Regions from separate parts of the Macaca mulatta genome. Here all the other regions are linked to region 1. A link is a contact called in public Hi-C data. All regions are on one chromosome and are shown on one strand. The core of a region is the stretch at or near the end of the contact, and the rest is flanking DNA. Distances in the headings are between cores, read along the strand shown. Region 1 holds the start of TLE3 (TLE family member 3, transcriptional corepressor). Region 2 overlaps LOC106999221 (a long non-coding RNA gene). Region 3 has its middle 280 kb from the start of RPLP1.

The links. Hi-C and Micro-C count contacts between places; a contact is called where the count stands out from the background.
Region 2: a Hi-C map of fetal cortex germinal zone shows a contact between it and region 1, with 1.9 times the contacts expected there. The contact joins the enhancer-like site here to the promoter of TLE3 in region 1. A contact is called at or near these places in 2 of 14 Hi-C or Micro-C datasets (fetal cortex germinal zone and fetal cortical plate).
Region 3: a Hi-C map of fetal cortex germinal zone shows a contact between it and region 1, with 4 times the contacts expected there. The contact joins the enhancer-like site here to the promoter of TLE3 in region 1. A contact is called at or near these places in 6 of 14 Hi-C or Micro-C datasets (CD4 T cells, blood, cortical neurons and 3 more).

Annotation. Positions count from the first base shown.
Region 1 is chr7:47,708,737-47,713,261 of T2T-MMU8v2.0, forward strand. TLE3 (TLE family member 3, transcriptional corepressor) reads right to left here and starts at 2,646. Exons shown (of 20, transcript XM_077938736.1): 1 at 1,509-2,646; 2 at 893-993; 3 at 310-373. The coding sequence starts at 1,532.
Region 2 is chr7:47,271,736-47,276,260 of T2T-MMU8v2.0, forward strand. All of the region lies in intron 4 of LOC106999221 (a long non-coding RNA gene), which reads left to right. Among named protein-coding and RNA genes, the nearest start is that of RPLP1, 210 kb to the left of the region's middle. Within about 2 kb of position 1,771, at least 8 of the 40 cell types and tissues checked have an H3K27ac peak or open chromatin away from gene starts, as enhancers often do. A contact at or near this core is called in fetal cortex germinal zone, where this site is marked.
Region 3 is chr7:47,341,314-47,345,838 of T2T-MMU8v2.0, forward strand. No RefSeq gene overlaps it. Among named protein-coding and RNA genes, the nearest start is that of RPLP1, 280 kb to the left of the region's middle. Within about 2 kb of position 2,173, at least 3 of the 40 cell types and tissues checked have an H3K27ac peak or open chromatin away from gene starts, as enhancers often do. A contact at or near this core is called in fetal cortex germinal zone and fetal cortical plate, where this site is marked.

The DNA.
Region 1 (4,525 bases), core at 1,396-3,895:
TAGGGCAATGGCAATCGGCCCCTGGGCAACTTTCAAAACACAAATTAAAGGCACACAAAGATAGTACAGAAGTCGCCGGCCTGGAATCGGGGTTTCTCTTTCTGTCCCTCCCCTCACTCACCCTCCTCCAAGTGGCCCCGGCAATGGAAGCTGGGGAAGGGGAGGGCAAGACCAGATTATGCCCCCTACTAAGGCCGCCCTGCGGCTGGGCGGTGGTGGGGACCTGGCGCTCATCTCCCCAGATACACGCCGCGCCCCCGGCCGGGGTCGGCGCCCCCACTGCCCCCCAGGCCCACTGCCTCATCTCACCATCACATAATGGCGCTGCATCTCCGTCTTCTCGTTTGCCAGCTTGTCGTACTCCACTTTGAGGCTGCGAGGGCAGAAAAAGCCGGCTCAGGCCTGGCGCCTGGGCAGCCTCCTCTGAGGCCCCGACCCAAGGGCCTCGGGAGCCACTTTTCCACTTCCCTGACACCCTCCGGGGGCGCCCTCTTATCCCACAGCCAGGGGACGCGGGGGGATTTGGGTCCCCGCCGTGGGGAGGGGGATGTGAAACAATTCGAAACTTCCCGCGGCCCAGTCAGAGGACTTATCACGGCCGCAGGGGAGCAGGACCCTGACGCTGGCTCCCCACACCCAGAACCCGGAGTGAATCTGCTCGCCGCGACCTAGACCCTCATTCGGGGATCCCACAGGCGGCGCTGGGAGCCGGGCGGCTGCGGGCAATAAAGGGTTAAGGCGGCGCGCTCGGAAAGGGGAAACAAAAGGCGGAGGCCCGGGCTGCCCCGCCGCCCCTGGGTCAGGAGCCCCCTCCGTCCCCGCGGGGGATGGCAGGAGCCGCGCAGGGGCCGCCCCTCCCCGCCAGCCCCGGGGCGGCCCCCACCGGCCTTACCTGTGATACTGAGCTTGCAGGAACTGGAATTCGTCTTTGATCCTGTCACAAGACTCAGCCACCGTGAATTTAAATCCCGGCTGCCCGGGTTGATGGGGAGCCTGGAGCCCGCGAAGACAAGACAGGGGAGGGGGCAGGGGCATGAGACGGCTCTCAGAGCGGCCGCGGCCCCGGCCCCTCCCCGACGGCGCCCAACCAGAGAGGCCACCCTCAGCCCAGAACCTTCCCAGCAAGTTTCTCAGCTCTCCGACAGGGAGGAGGGGGGGCGCCCCATCTCTCCCAGTCGGCAGCGGGGCTCCCATGCCTTTCACCAAGGGCCTCCCTCTCCCCAGTAAGGCGGGGGCGGGAGACAAGCCGGGTGAGTTGGGAGACTTAAGAGCTGGGCCGGGGACCGCGTGAACAGCTCCCCCTGGAACACAGGCAGCCCCCCGCGCCACTCGCGCGGAATTAACCTCCTCTCTCAACGGCGCCCCCCGGCCGCATCCCCTTTGTGTGAGAGCACACGCACAAACACACACCATAAAGGTAGCAACAAGCAAAATGGAGGTGCCGGATAAACTGCCTCGTTTACCCTGCCATGATAGATGCTTAAATAAACCGAGTTGCAATTACTCACCGGATGTCTGCCCTGCGGATACATGGCAGGGAGGGGTCGTGATTCCGAGAGCGTGGAAGCGCCGAGAGCCCGGGCCGGGGAGGTGCGGGGGAGGGGGGAGCCGAGCCCGAGCGGGGGGCGGCCGGGAAACCGAGAGCTCGCCCCCGGCCCCCCCAGCTCGTTCTCGCAGCGAAATCCCAGAGTCGGGCGCCCGCCCCAAGTGGAGACAAAGAGCCGCGGAGCAGGCGGCAAAGTCGTCGGCGGGCGCCGGGGCCGGGCGGCGGGCGCGGGCTTTGTGCGCCTAGGGCTCGGCGGGCAGCGGCCGGCCGCCCTCCCTGGGCTGAGTCGAGCGCGTCAGTGCCCGGGACTGCGCGGACATCGTCGGCACCCCGGCAGGTCCGGCGCGGGGTCCCGAGGCCGGGGGCCCCTCCTGGGGCGAGCTCGGGCCCCCTCTGGGTCAGTCAGCGCGTCGCGCCTGTAGGGGGGCGCGCCGGGGCAGCCCCAAGCATCCGAGACGCGCGGGTCCGATCCTAGAGGCGGCCGGGCCTGGGGCTCGCTGCGAGAAGAGGAAGGAGGCGGGCTACGAGGTGGTGGCTTGGGGCCGCAGGAGCGCCGGAGGGTGAGGGCGGGAGCCCGGCGCGGGCGCTTCGACGCCCCCCCTCGGAGAGGAGAGCCTGCTGTTCCGTCTGCTACTGACGCTGCCGCCGCCGCCGCCGCTGCTGCTGCAAGCCCTTCCCAGGGCCGGGGAGGAACTCCGGGCTCAGTAGGTGCAAATCAAACGCCCTGGCATCCTAACTCCAGCGGGTACGGGAAGCCTCCGCAAAGGGTTCTCGCTGCTCCCAGCTTGAGCGCCGCGTCCCCAGCGAGGAGCGCTCGGCGCCACCGCCGCTGCCGCCTTGGAGCGCACAAGCAGGAGAGCGCTGGAAGGGAGACGCAGCCCGAGACCGGGGAGCTCTGCGGCTTCCTTCCTTTCCCTCGGCCCGGCTCTCCTCTCCGCGCCCCGACAAACCCCCAAAACACACACACCCAACACACACACGCGCGCACACACACACACACCAAAAAAAAGTGCCCCGGACCTACGGATACCACACACAGACAGGCGAGGGGGACGAGCACGAGGTCTGAACTGCCGCGAGAGCAGTTCCAAATAGGGACTGAAAAGTAACAAAATAATGTGGCAGCTTCGTCCGGCGCTGGCCAATGGGAGCGCGGGGCCCCCACGTGGGGCTGCGGGACTCGGCCTACGACTGGGTGCCGCTGGGCGCGACGTCACAATGCCCTCTTGTGTCTAAAACTATGCATGAAAAGTAGCAATCAGGCCCTACCCGCTGGTGACTTTCGCATGGGAGTGAAAAACAGCGCTCCTCAGATCAGGAATTAACCGAAAGACATATAATAAATAGATATATATTATAGTCCTGGGCTGCTAGAGTTTTTTTCCTCCTCTTTTTTTTTCCCACGATCTACTAGCAAATAATTATTTGGCGGGAGGAGGAAAGAGGGAAGACAGAGGAATAACAACAAAAGAAAATAAGACAGGCTGTACAATCTTCAAAACCTGTGGCTGGTAGTAATGTATCAGTTTATTCTGCAGCGGCGGCGAACGATTCCTCCCTCTAATCTCATTAGGTCTGCAAAGCAGCCCAATTAGATACTATAAAACAAACAATCACTTTGTCACTTTAATGTTTTCACTTCAAAAGATTTAGGACTGATAAAATGGTGGCTCCTAAAGTTGCCTCCGACCTTTAAAAATTTGCTTGTAACTGAGGATGTCCCCTTTTCTTCACCCCTTCTTCTGCCCGCCTCCCCCCCATAGCCCCCAGCTCTCCTTTGTTCACTCGCCCTTCTTTTCAGAAAGCCAAATAAACATCTCCTTTGATGTGCGGCGGCTGCCTGCGAGGAGAAGTCTGAGGGACTCTGGCTTGGCGGGCAGCGCAGATGGAAGGGCCTGGCTGCCCCTGGACAACAGGCTCAGCCACGGCTGGCCCCATTCGGGGCGCCTTCCCGGTGGGGACAACTTCACCCTCGCCGTAGCCTCGCCGCTCGGGCTCCTCACTGCATCCCCAGGCTGAGGGGGTTGGAGAAGGGGTCGGGACCCTGCTCGGCCGAGGCCCGGGAACTCCGAGTTCCCACCTGGTTTGCTCAGCCTGCTCCCGGCAGCGTCACGGCGTTGGCGGAAGCCTGTAGGTGTCTAGGTCGCCAGCCTGGGCACCCCGGGGGGCGCGGACGCTCCCCCACTCGCGCCTCGCCCACCCCTGCCCCGCGCCCCCCGGACTCCCCGCTTGGTCGCACAGGCCACTCGACTCCCGGGCCAGCTTGCCCGCAAACCGATGGCCTCGCCCTCCCGCGCTCGGGGTTACGGCGGGGCAGACGAGCAAGCAGGGAGTGGCCCTCGAAGCGCGCACGGCCCGGTGGGCTGCCAAGGCGGGACCCCCGGGGCCCTCCCCGGCAAGTCCGCGAGCCCGCACGCACCCCGGGGCCCGCGGCGGGCGCGCGCGAGCCGACCGCGCGCCCCTGGATCTATATTCTCCCCTCATTAGGAGCCGGAGGTTAGCTTTTGCATCTTAATGAGGAGCTGAGAGCTAGCGGGCGCCCGGAGGCCGGAGCGCGGGGAGTTACACGTGAGCACCAGCCTCAGAACTGAACCTCCCCGCGCCCACTCCGGCCGCCAGCCCCGAACTGCGCTCCCTTCTTCATTTATTTATTCTCCTAAATAAAAACATAAATCGTGTTTCGGCGCGCACCGAAGACGGAGGAGGGAGAAGCACGGCTCGACAGATGCGAGCATCTGGCCGCAGCATTCATTAGACACAAAATGGCTCCTCTTTGGAGCTTCCTTTCCCCCTCCCCCTTCTCTGCCCTCCCCCTTACGTCACGGGTGGGCGCACCCGCTTCTTACCCGCCCCGCCCCTTTCTCGCTCCAGCCCCACGTGGGGGACGCCGACCACGCCTCCGAGCAAGGTGCGCGTCACCAATCACGGACCGCCGAAGGGGCTCTTCGTTGCTGATTGGCGGAGTTGCTGGGCCTTGTC
Region 2 (4,525 bases), core at 521-3,020, 440 kb before region 1:
CCCCACGTTCGGTCAGGAAGGGGTGGGGGCTGCAGGTAGGGGAGGGCATCACTGAGGCCCAGGAGAGAGAAGAGGCTTCCTGGAGGAAGCAGATCTGAGGACCCGGGAGGATGAGCTGCATTTGGGGAGCTCTGAGGATAGGCAGGGCCTTCCTGGGTGAGGGCATAGAGTGGACAAAGGTGTGGCAGTGGAAGAGCCAGCAGGTTGCCGGGACAGTGAGGTGTTTGCTGAGTCTGTTTTCAGGCTGCATAATTAACTGTTCAACTTGGCTGCTTTTGCATGGCTGGATTTAGGTAACCTCTTAGGCTGCCGTCAGCCCGGCTACCTTCTTTAGACTCTAAGCTTGTTGGCTGGAAGTGAAAAGAGTATTCATCCGGTCTGCCCAGGTGGTCTCACTTAATCTTCTCATTAGCTCCTAGGAGCAGATGCTCTTGGCTCCATTGTGCAGCTAAGGAAGCTGAGGATCCACTGAAGGCTGAGAGTTTGACCCGTCCCTCCCACTGCCTACAGGACTATGGACAGAGCTAGGAGCATGCGTTGTGCACCCCTGACTGAGCGTCCAGGAAGAGAAGAGTCTCAGATAATCCCAAGGGCATCCCCTCAAAGTCTGATGGTCCTCTGCTCCTCTTTGGGGTTGTCTTGTAGAGCAGCAGGAAGAGCTATGAAGTCAGAAGCCCAGGCCGGGACCCCAGTTCTGCCCCACACTGGCTGGACCACCTTGGACCAGCCAATTCCCTCTCTGCCTCTGTTGCCCGATCTCTCGCATGAAGGGTTGGGCTGAACAATCTCCAAGTCCCTTCAGCTGTGTAAGCTGGGGCCACTAAGCTTCATTTTTTTTGCCTCCAGCCTGCTCGAGGCTGAGAACTTGGTTTGTGCCTGCCTCTGGCCTGCCTTAACCACGGATTCGATGCTTCTTGGGTCTCCTCTTACTCAAACACGTCAGAAGCTGAGACCTGTCTCAACATAACCTCATATCAGGGGGTGTTGTCTCAAATGGGCTCACCTGTTGGTCCGAGCCTCATTCCTTATGAGCCTTTTGAATCTGCATTCCCCATTGAAAGCAGACATTCACCCAATCAGGCATGTGATAGATCCGCTAGGGCTCTCATACCAGCAGCTGCCATTGACTGAGTGCCTGCTATGTCAGACACATTCCATAGTTTGCATCTGTACACTCTTCCTGCCAGGAATAGAGTTGTTTCCCTGTTATGCTGTTGACAAACTGCGGCCCAGAAAGGTTAAGTGACTTGACTAAGCTCTTACGACTTGGAGGTGGAAGAGTGGGGTTAGAACCCAGAACGCACATGGCAAAGCCTGGCTTCTGCCATGTGACATATCAGTGAGATGTCCATCCCTGGCTGGGCCCTAGGATCCAGAGACATCACACCAATGACCCTGCCTGCCCACAGGGCATCCTCAGCAGCTTCTCCTCCTCAAGCCTAGGAGTCTATAATCCTGGGCTATTCCCTTCCTGGGGCCACTCCTCAGAAAGGGCAATCAGACCCCCTGGGTGGTCTTTCTGTGGCATTGAGTGGACAGGGGCCTCCCTCTCTGGCTTGGGCAGGCAGGCGTGTGCTACTGTCGTCTCTAGGCAGCCATCGGATGAATAACTGATGGTGATTAGCTCAATCATAACATCGCTCATGCCATGCATAAGTGATGAGCCAACTGGTGCCAGGCCGCGATGAGAGGCAGTGGGCACCCCCACCTCACCCCCCAGCCCGGAGAAGCCACCACCGCGCTCCCTCCCTGTGTTATCTGGCACATCAAGTGCTGCGACAATGAATATAGATTGACCTTATTATAGCAGCCGGCTGCTGGTGCCAGGCGCAGCCAGGCATACTTTGCACAAATTAAAGGTGTCAGCATGTAATTTACGGTTCATGGCGAATAGGGGTGGTGGGGGTCGGGGAGGCACTGAGGCAGGTAGAAAGGAAGGTGGGCTGGCTGCGGGGCTGGCACCAGGAGCCCAGGCGCTAATGACAGGAGGCACAGCCGAGGTGTCATTTTCATCCCGCTTTGCTCATTTTTAGCTATTTCTTGCTCAAGGGGGGCAGCCCCCTCTCCTGAGCTCTCCCCGACATGCTCTGTGTGCATGTGTGCGTGTGTGTATTTTTCAGTTAAATTACTGGTTTTACCTGAAGAGCGTAAAGGAGGTGTGCTAATTTACGGCTCGGCAGATAAAGCCGCAGTGTGCAGAGCTGTCTGGGAAGCCTGTGATCCGACATCATTTTACTAACACACCCGAGAGCAGCTTGACACATAGAGTCGGGCCTGTGATTAAAGTTGTAGTCTTCTTTCCCCCTCCCTCTCGCTTCTCCAACACGGAGAACAGATTAAACTCTAAGTAATAGATCTCGGTTTTCTTGCCATCCCACTGATATACACAGTACACAGTTTGACACAAAGAGTAAGTTATACATCACAAACAACAGCCTCTGCTCTTTACCGCCCAGAATTAATTTTCCATTTGCTACGCTTCCCTCCTCTCCAAGCCCATTTTCCTGTCCAGCAGGGCTCTGTCCTCTCTTGAAAAGGCAGGGGAGGGGAAGTGCAGGTCGCGCCTGGAAGAGGTGGCTCAGGACGGAGAGTTTAGCCCCTATGGTTTAAGGATGAGGAAACAGAGACCTGGAGAGAAGCGACTTCCTGATGTCGCCCTTTGTGTGTGTGGCAGTGGTGAGGCTGAAACCCATCTTTGGGTTGATGAGCCAGGCCCCACCTCCCACGCCCAGGCAGCAGAGGCTGCCCGAGGAGCTGCTTGTTTGTCTTCCCTGCTCTTCCCTGCCACCTGCCAGGCAAACTGTCTCTGCTTCTCTGCCCTGCTCTGTGCCCCAGGAGGGGACCTCTAAGGGCTGCCCATGCCTCTGGCCACTGCCTGGGCTTGGCCAGCGGGAGACACCAGAATGAGAAGCAACAGTGGGAGGAGAGAGGGGCTGGGCAATTTCTCCTCTGCTTCTCCCTCTGGGATGCCTGTCTCTGGGAAGAGCTGCCTCCCTCTGTGACTGCCCTACTGTGGGGTGGCCCCTCCTTCATGGATCCCACTCCTGCTGGGCTCTGGCCATGACATGCTGCCCTGCCCTGCAGGTGTGGGCTGGGGACAGCTGTCAGCTGTTCTAGTCCAGGAGCCTCCCCATCCCTTTTGGATTTCCTTACCCCTGCCCACCTCAGTCACCAGCCCCTCCATCCATATCTCTTCATTTGAGCCACCTGGGGGGAATTCCACCCCGAATGATACTGGAGTGGACCCATTCTTTACTGAGGGCCTGTGCTGGCAGCCATCTGCCTAAAGGCACACATTTGGAGAAGGGGTCCAGACCTCCCAGGGTAGCACGTGTCCCTCTGGGAGAGTCCACCATTCACCCAATTTGCTTTCCTAGCCACTGACACCCCTCCCCAGGCCCCGCGGGAAGTGCTTTGTACACCACCTCAGGGGAGGCTCACATGTGGCCCTGTGAGGCAGGGTCTGGCTAGCCCTCTATGGGATGTGGAAACGGAAGCCCAGGGAGGCCGGGGTTCTTCCCTAGGGTCACCCAACCTTGCACAGCAGAGTCCAGTTCCAAATGGGGGCCCAGCCGGCTCCAGTGCTGAGCAACTTCCTCTGTGCTGTGTGGGAGGTTAATCTTGCTCACGTAGCTCATGTAGAACACACACACACACACACACACACACGTGCACACACAGGCACAAATGACTAAGTGCTTTTAAGGAGCCATAGGCGAGTATGGGCAGGGAGGCAGGGCCAGAAGTGAGGAGGGTTAGATGTGGCAGGTAGGGCTGGGTAAATCCAGGAGGGCATTTTGGAGGAGGTAAATAAGTCCTGGAGATGACTGGATGCCGCATGGAAGCATACAGCCAGGAGCTCTCTAACCACACCTCAGTAGACTGGTTGCACTGAATCACCCGGTTGGGTGGGGTTTAGGGGTGTGCTTTAAAATTAGACTCCCAGGCCTCATCTCTAGTATATCGAATCAGACTCTCTGGGGGTGCAGTCCAAGAATCTGTTTTGTTTTGTTTTGATATGCAACTAATCATGGGAGCCACAAACCCTTCCCACTTCCCCATTTCACGTGCTGGGGAAGTATGTAAAGGAAGTACAGAGAGGCCTAGGGACTTGCTCAGGGTCTCACAGCACCCAATTCCAAAGCCAGGGCTGGCACCCAGGCCCCTTGGTTCCCAGCTCAGTGCTCATTCGACTGCTCATTCACCCTCGGGCTTCTCAGTGGGCAGGGTGGAAACACAGCTTCCCTAGATGATGGTCTCAGCCTCCTCCCCCCGCCTCAGCCACCCTGCAGCCGGTTCTCAAGATGGCAAGTGGGGGGTGGATGAAGGTGGTGGCAAAGCGAGAAAGCGCCTGGAATAACACGACATTTTGAAATGTGAATCACTGGCACTTTCTGTTTTCTCCTGTTCCCTCTCTGCACCCTCCCATTCCCCGCCCCCACCAGGCACTCTCTGAGCTGTAGGAACGCTAGGCCTGGACATCCACCCAGCGTGTGGAACCAGCTGGGGAAGCCACCTGCGTGCC
Region 3 (4,525 bases), core at 923-3,422, 370 kb before region 1:
TCCTCATAGCAGCCGGAGGGGTTCTCTTAAGAGAATCTTGTAAATTCTTGTAAATCAGATTATGTCATTAATTTTGACCAGCTTCTCATCATCCTAACATAAAATTCAAACTGGTGAATAAGGACTACCATGGAGTGCCTTCTCAGTCTCCGAGATTGAACTCCATTTTTCTTCCCCTGGTTTATGAAGCTCTGCACATTCTGGCCATCTATTTCTCATCTGGTGCCAGGCCAGCCACCCTTGCTCGCTTTGTGAGGCAGAAAAATACTATGTGTTCTGCTAACCTGTTTTACTTCCTTCCTTTGCACATAGCTAAATCCTATGTCCTGGCTCCTCTGCAGTTAGATGAGATAGTATATTGAGTTCTAGTCACTGGAATATGAGTGGGAGTGGCGTACGCCATCTCTGGGCCTGGCCCCCACATATCCTGGGAGCTTTTCTCTTTGCTCTTGGCTGCATGCAGAGGCCATGGTGGACAACTCAGAGGAGGCCTGAGGGATGGCAGAGTAGCTCATTAGAAGGAACTTGGGTTTTGAATAACAAAAAATTGTCCACCTAACACCTGACAAGAAGGAGAAATAAATTTTTATTATCTTAAATCACTGAGATTTAGAGTCACGTGCTTGGGCTACCACCATTGCTCACTCTGAATGACGGCCTGTTCTCAGTTTCCCAAATTTGCCAACATTCACTCCGCTTCTCCCATCCTGTTCCCTCTGCTTAGAATGTTTTTCCCTGGCATTCCTCACATCTACTTCTTAACCTTTAGGTCTTCACTGAAAAGTCACCAACCAACTATGAACCTGTATTTGTGTTCTTGTTGATTTTTTAATAGTACTTTTTAATAATGCTTGTGATTTTTAAACTTTGTTTTTCACCATATTTCTCCTAGAACATAAGCTCTAATGAGCATAAATCAAATCTGTCTTATTTACCTTTCTGTATCCCAGACAAAGTGTTGAGCAAAAGGTAGCATTCAACAGCTATTAGCTGTTGGATTAAATGAATGAATGAACCAAGTGTGTATTTAGTTCAATTCAATTCAGATATTACCGAGCACCAACTTTGTGTGAGGCACTTTGCATGCATCTAATGCATTCTCTATTCAATTCCCGTAACGCCAGTGGGGAGGTAAGATTATTATCCCCACTTTACATGTAAGGATCCAGAGGCACTGTCAGCCAGTGTAGCACAGATCCTTTCCTCATGGCATTCTCCAATTATCATCATAGTCCTAAAAGGTAGAAATTATGATCTCTATTTTGCAAAAGGGAAAACTCAGGCTCAGACAGGCCAAGTCACTTTCCTGGGTCATGTCGCTACTGAGGTCATGGAGCTGGGATTTAAACCCAGGGAGAGAATGGCATGCACCTCTGTTACAGCATTATTCTTCCTAAAGTCTGACAACCTCATTAGAAGTCCCCAAAGAATATCCCGAGTGTGGGGCAAGTGAAGACATGAGTCCTATGGACTTGGTTTGCAGTGGGATTCTATTTTAAATGCAAGATCCTTTCTTCCCCTGATGCCCGGGATTAGGAGGTGCCATTTTGAAACCTGGGGATGCCGCTCCAGTTTCCTAACTGAGCCTGGCCAGGTTGGCCACCGCCCGTAAGCTGGAGACAAGAGTGCCCAGGTTCATTTGGGGAGAGCAGCCGGATTTGTTGACAGGCAGAGAAATTCTGTGATTAATTATGGCCGATGAAAGTCTGAAACCATGAATCTTTTTTGAGGGCTGGGCAAGCTGAAGAGTCTCACTCCCTGAATGCATTTGGAGACTGCACAGTCCCTTTTGAAACAAGCAGTAAACTTTAATGGCTGCAAGATCTGTGACTTGGCATGCTGCGGATTGGATGGCACATAGAACTCATGAATTCTCTGGGGTGGGAGCTAATTAGGGTGCAATTTTTCAATTACGGAACATTAAGCAAGCCTCTCCCCAGTCCCCCCACCCCATCTCTCAATGGATACACTCCATTTGTCTCTTTTCCTTTATTTCTTAATCATTTGATGATATGACAACAATTATTTGTCATTTGGGAAGAGAAAATTGTCACGGAGCTATTGTTTCCCTCTAGAAACCCCAGCTCTTCTGTGGTGATGGTTGCATTTGATAAATGTTTCGCATTCCCGCTGCTCCTCCCCCTCTCCCACCAAGGGTTGGTGTGGCAACAGGAAAACATTAGCCTGTGACGTGGGCCTGTTCTGATTGAAACGCCATTTGTAAAAAGGCCTGGAAAAGAGCAGGCTCGAGTTTAAAAGAGCCGCAGCCCAGAGCTCCCGGCCCACCCACGTCACCCAGGTTGAGACTCTGGGACGTTTGCTTGGGGAAATTTGGTCATTCCTCTGAGCTAATAAGCCAGCTTCAGAATCAGGAATGCAAAACAGAAACAGAACAAAAAGAAAAAGGCAAAGGAAAAAAGAAGCATGCCACCAGAAATGGGGAAACTTAAATGACTTTGTTTAAATGTCGTGGTGCTCTCAAAACCCTGTTCTCATATGTATGCAAGTTAATTAAATGGAAAAATGTCAAATTAGTTGCTTAAAATATTAATGGCAGGAATTATCCCAGATTCTAGAGCAGGGAGAGTAGAGGAAACTAACCTTTTAGGGCTTAACCCTTTGGTTGGTTGTTCTCTGAAAAAGCAGATATTTCTTTCATTTGTAAAAATGCCAGTTAGCGCTGAGGGGTTTTGTAGGTTTCAGGATGGGAGCTTGCCAGTGGGCTTTGCACTATGGGATTCTCCAAGTGGCACAGTACTCACTGGTGGTATTTATTCCCACATTGTTGGTTTTGCACGGGAGATTTGAGGTCCCTGGAAAGGCCCCAAAATCATGCATATATCTCTTCTGGAGTCAGAGCAATTTGCCATTTGTCCTTTTGGTTTTTTTGAAGAGTATTTTGAAGAGTTCATTACAATGCAAAATTGGAAAGATTGCACAAAACGAGTTGTCAATGTACTACTCAGCAAACCTTTATTCAGTACCAATGGGATCCAAATGCCGAGAAAAGGGAGCGTCACAGACTCAAGGGCATAGGATCTGGTAGGGAGAAGCTGTAGAGCACCCTAATCTAGCCTCATATTAGCATGTGGGAAAGCCAAAGTCCCAGGAAAACAAGGAACATTCCCAAAGCCACACAGCTATTGAGTGGTGAAATCAGGCTCATTTATTTATGCAACACAGCTCCTGCCTACCCCCTGGAGGGACTTGTGTATATCCTAGGAGGCCAGGGCAAACAAACCCAGGGTAGTGCATGCCACAAGCCTAACACTGCAGAAGGAAGGGCAGGAGGTGGACAGCAGGATGATGGGTATCAGGGAGACCTTACCTCCATCAGCCAAAGAGCATCTACTGTCCACCATGGTAGCCAGCACTGTATAACACCTGGTTTCTCCCCATTTGGGCAAAAACAAGCAGGCAAGGAAGGCCACGTCGTCTGTTGAGAAGTTATGGCTAGTCACTGTGACCATATGTTCAAACTGATCTCATGTAATTCAGTGATCAGTTCTACCCATTGCTTGTTCTGCAGTTATTGATAAACAGATATCCTATTGCCTACCATAGGGTTACAAATTCTTACAGTCAATTCAGCCATGTCCTTTGCTTGTGCCATCCAATCCACAGCACACCAAGTCACAGATCTTGCAGCCATTAAAGTTTACTGCTGGTTTGCTTGGAGGTCTTTCAATTTCCTCATCTGTAAAATGGGGATAACAGATTAGGAAAGTGGAAGATCTCCAAGCAAACGAAGTGGCTGAACTGACTCTGTAAGAATGGGATACCTGTTTACCAATAACTGCAGAACGAGCAATAGAAACGCCGAATAATAGGTGCAGAGCCCAATTTCCAAAATTTGTATCCACAGGAGGAAGGAGTTATACTGAGATGCTCTGTGGAAAAGAAATCCAAATAGTTTTGGGGGAACCCTGTGTATTTTAATCCTTTTTTGCGTTGGTCAGTGTGGTGGGCTGAATCATTGCCCTCAAATATATCCACGTTTGAGTCCCTGGAACTAATGAATGTTACCTTACATGGCAAGAGGGACTTTGCAGCTGTGATTAGTTACGTCTCTTGAGATGGGAAGATTATCCTGGTATTCCAGGTGGACCCAACATAATCACATGGGTCTTTATAAGAGGGAGGCAGGAGGGTCAAAGGGTCAAAGAGAGGAAAGATCATTTTAGAAGCAGAGATTAGAGGGATGTGCTTTGCAGTTTGAGGAGGGCGCCATGAGCCAAGGAATACGGGTGGCTACTAGAAACTGAAAGAAAGGCAAGGAGATGGATTCTCCCATGAGCCTCCAGAAGGAATCAGCCCTGTCAACTTTTTGACTTTAGCCCCCCAGCGAGGCTGATTTTGGATTTCTGCTCTCCAGAATGGTAAGAGACTCAATGTGTGTTGTTTTAAGCCACTCGGGTTATGATAATGTGTTACAGCAGCAACAGGAAGCTAATATAGCCAGTCATTTCTAAGTAATGAAAGACCTCAACTCTGCTTTTCATTCCTGAGCCTTGGGGTTGGCTGG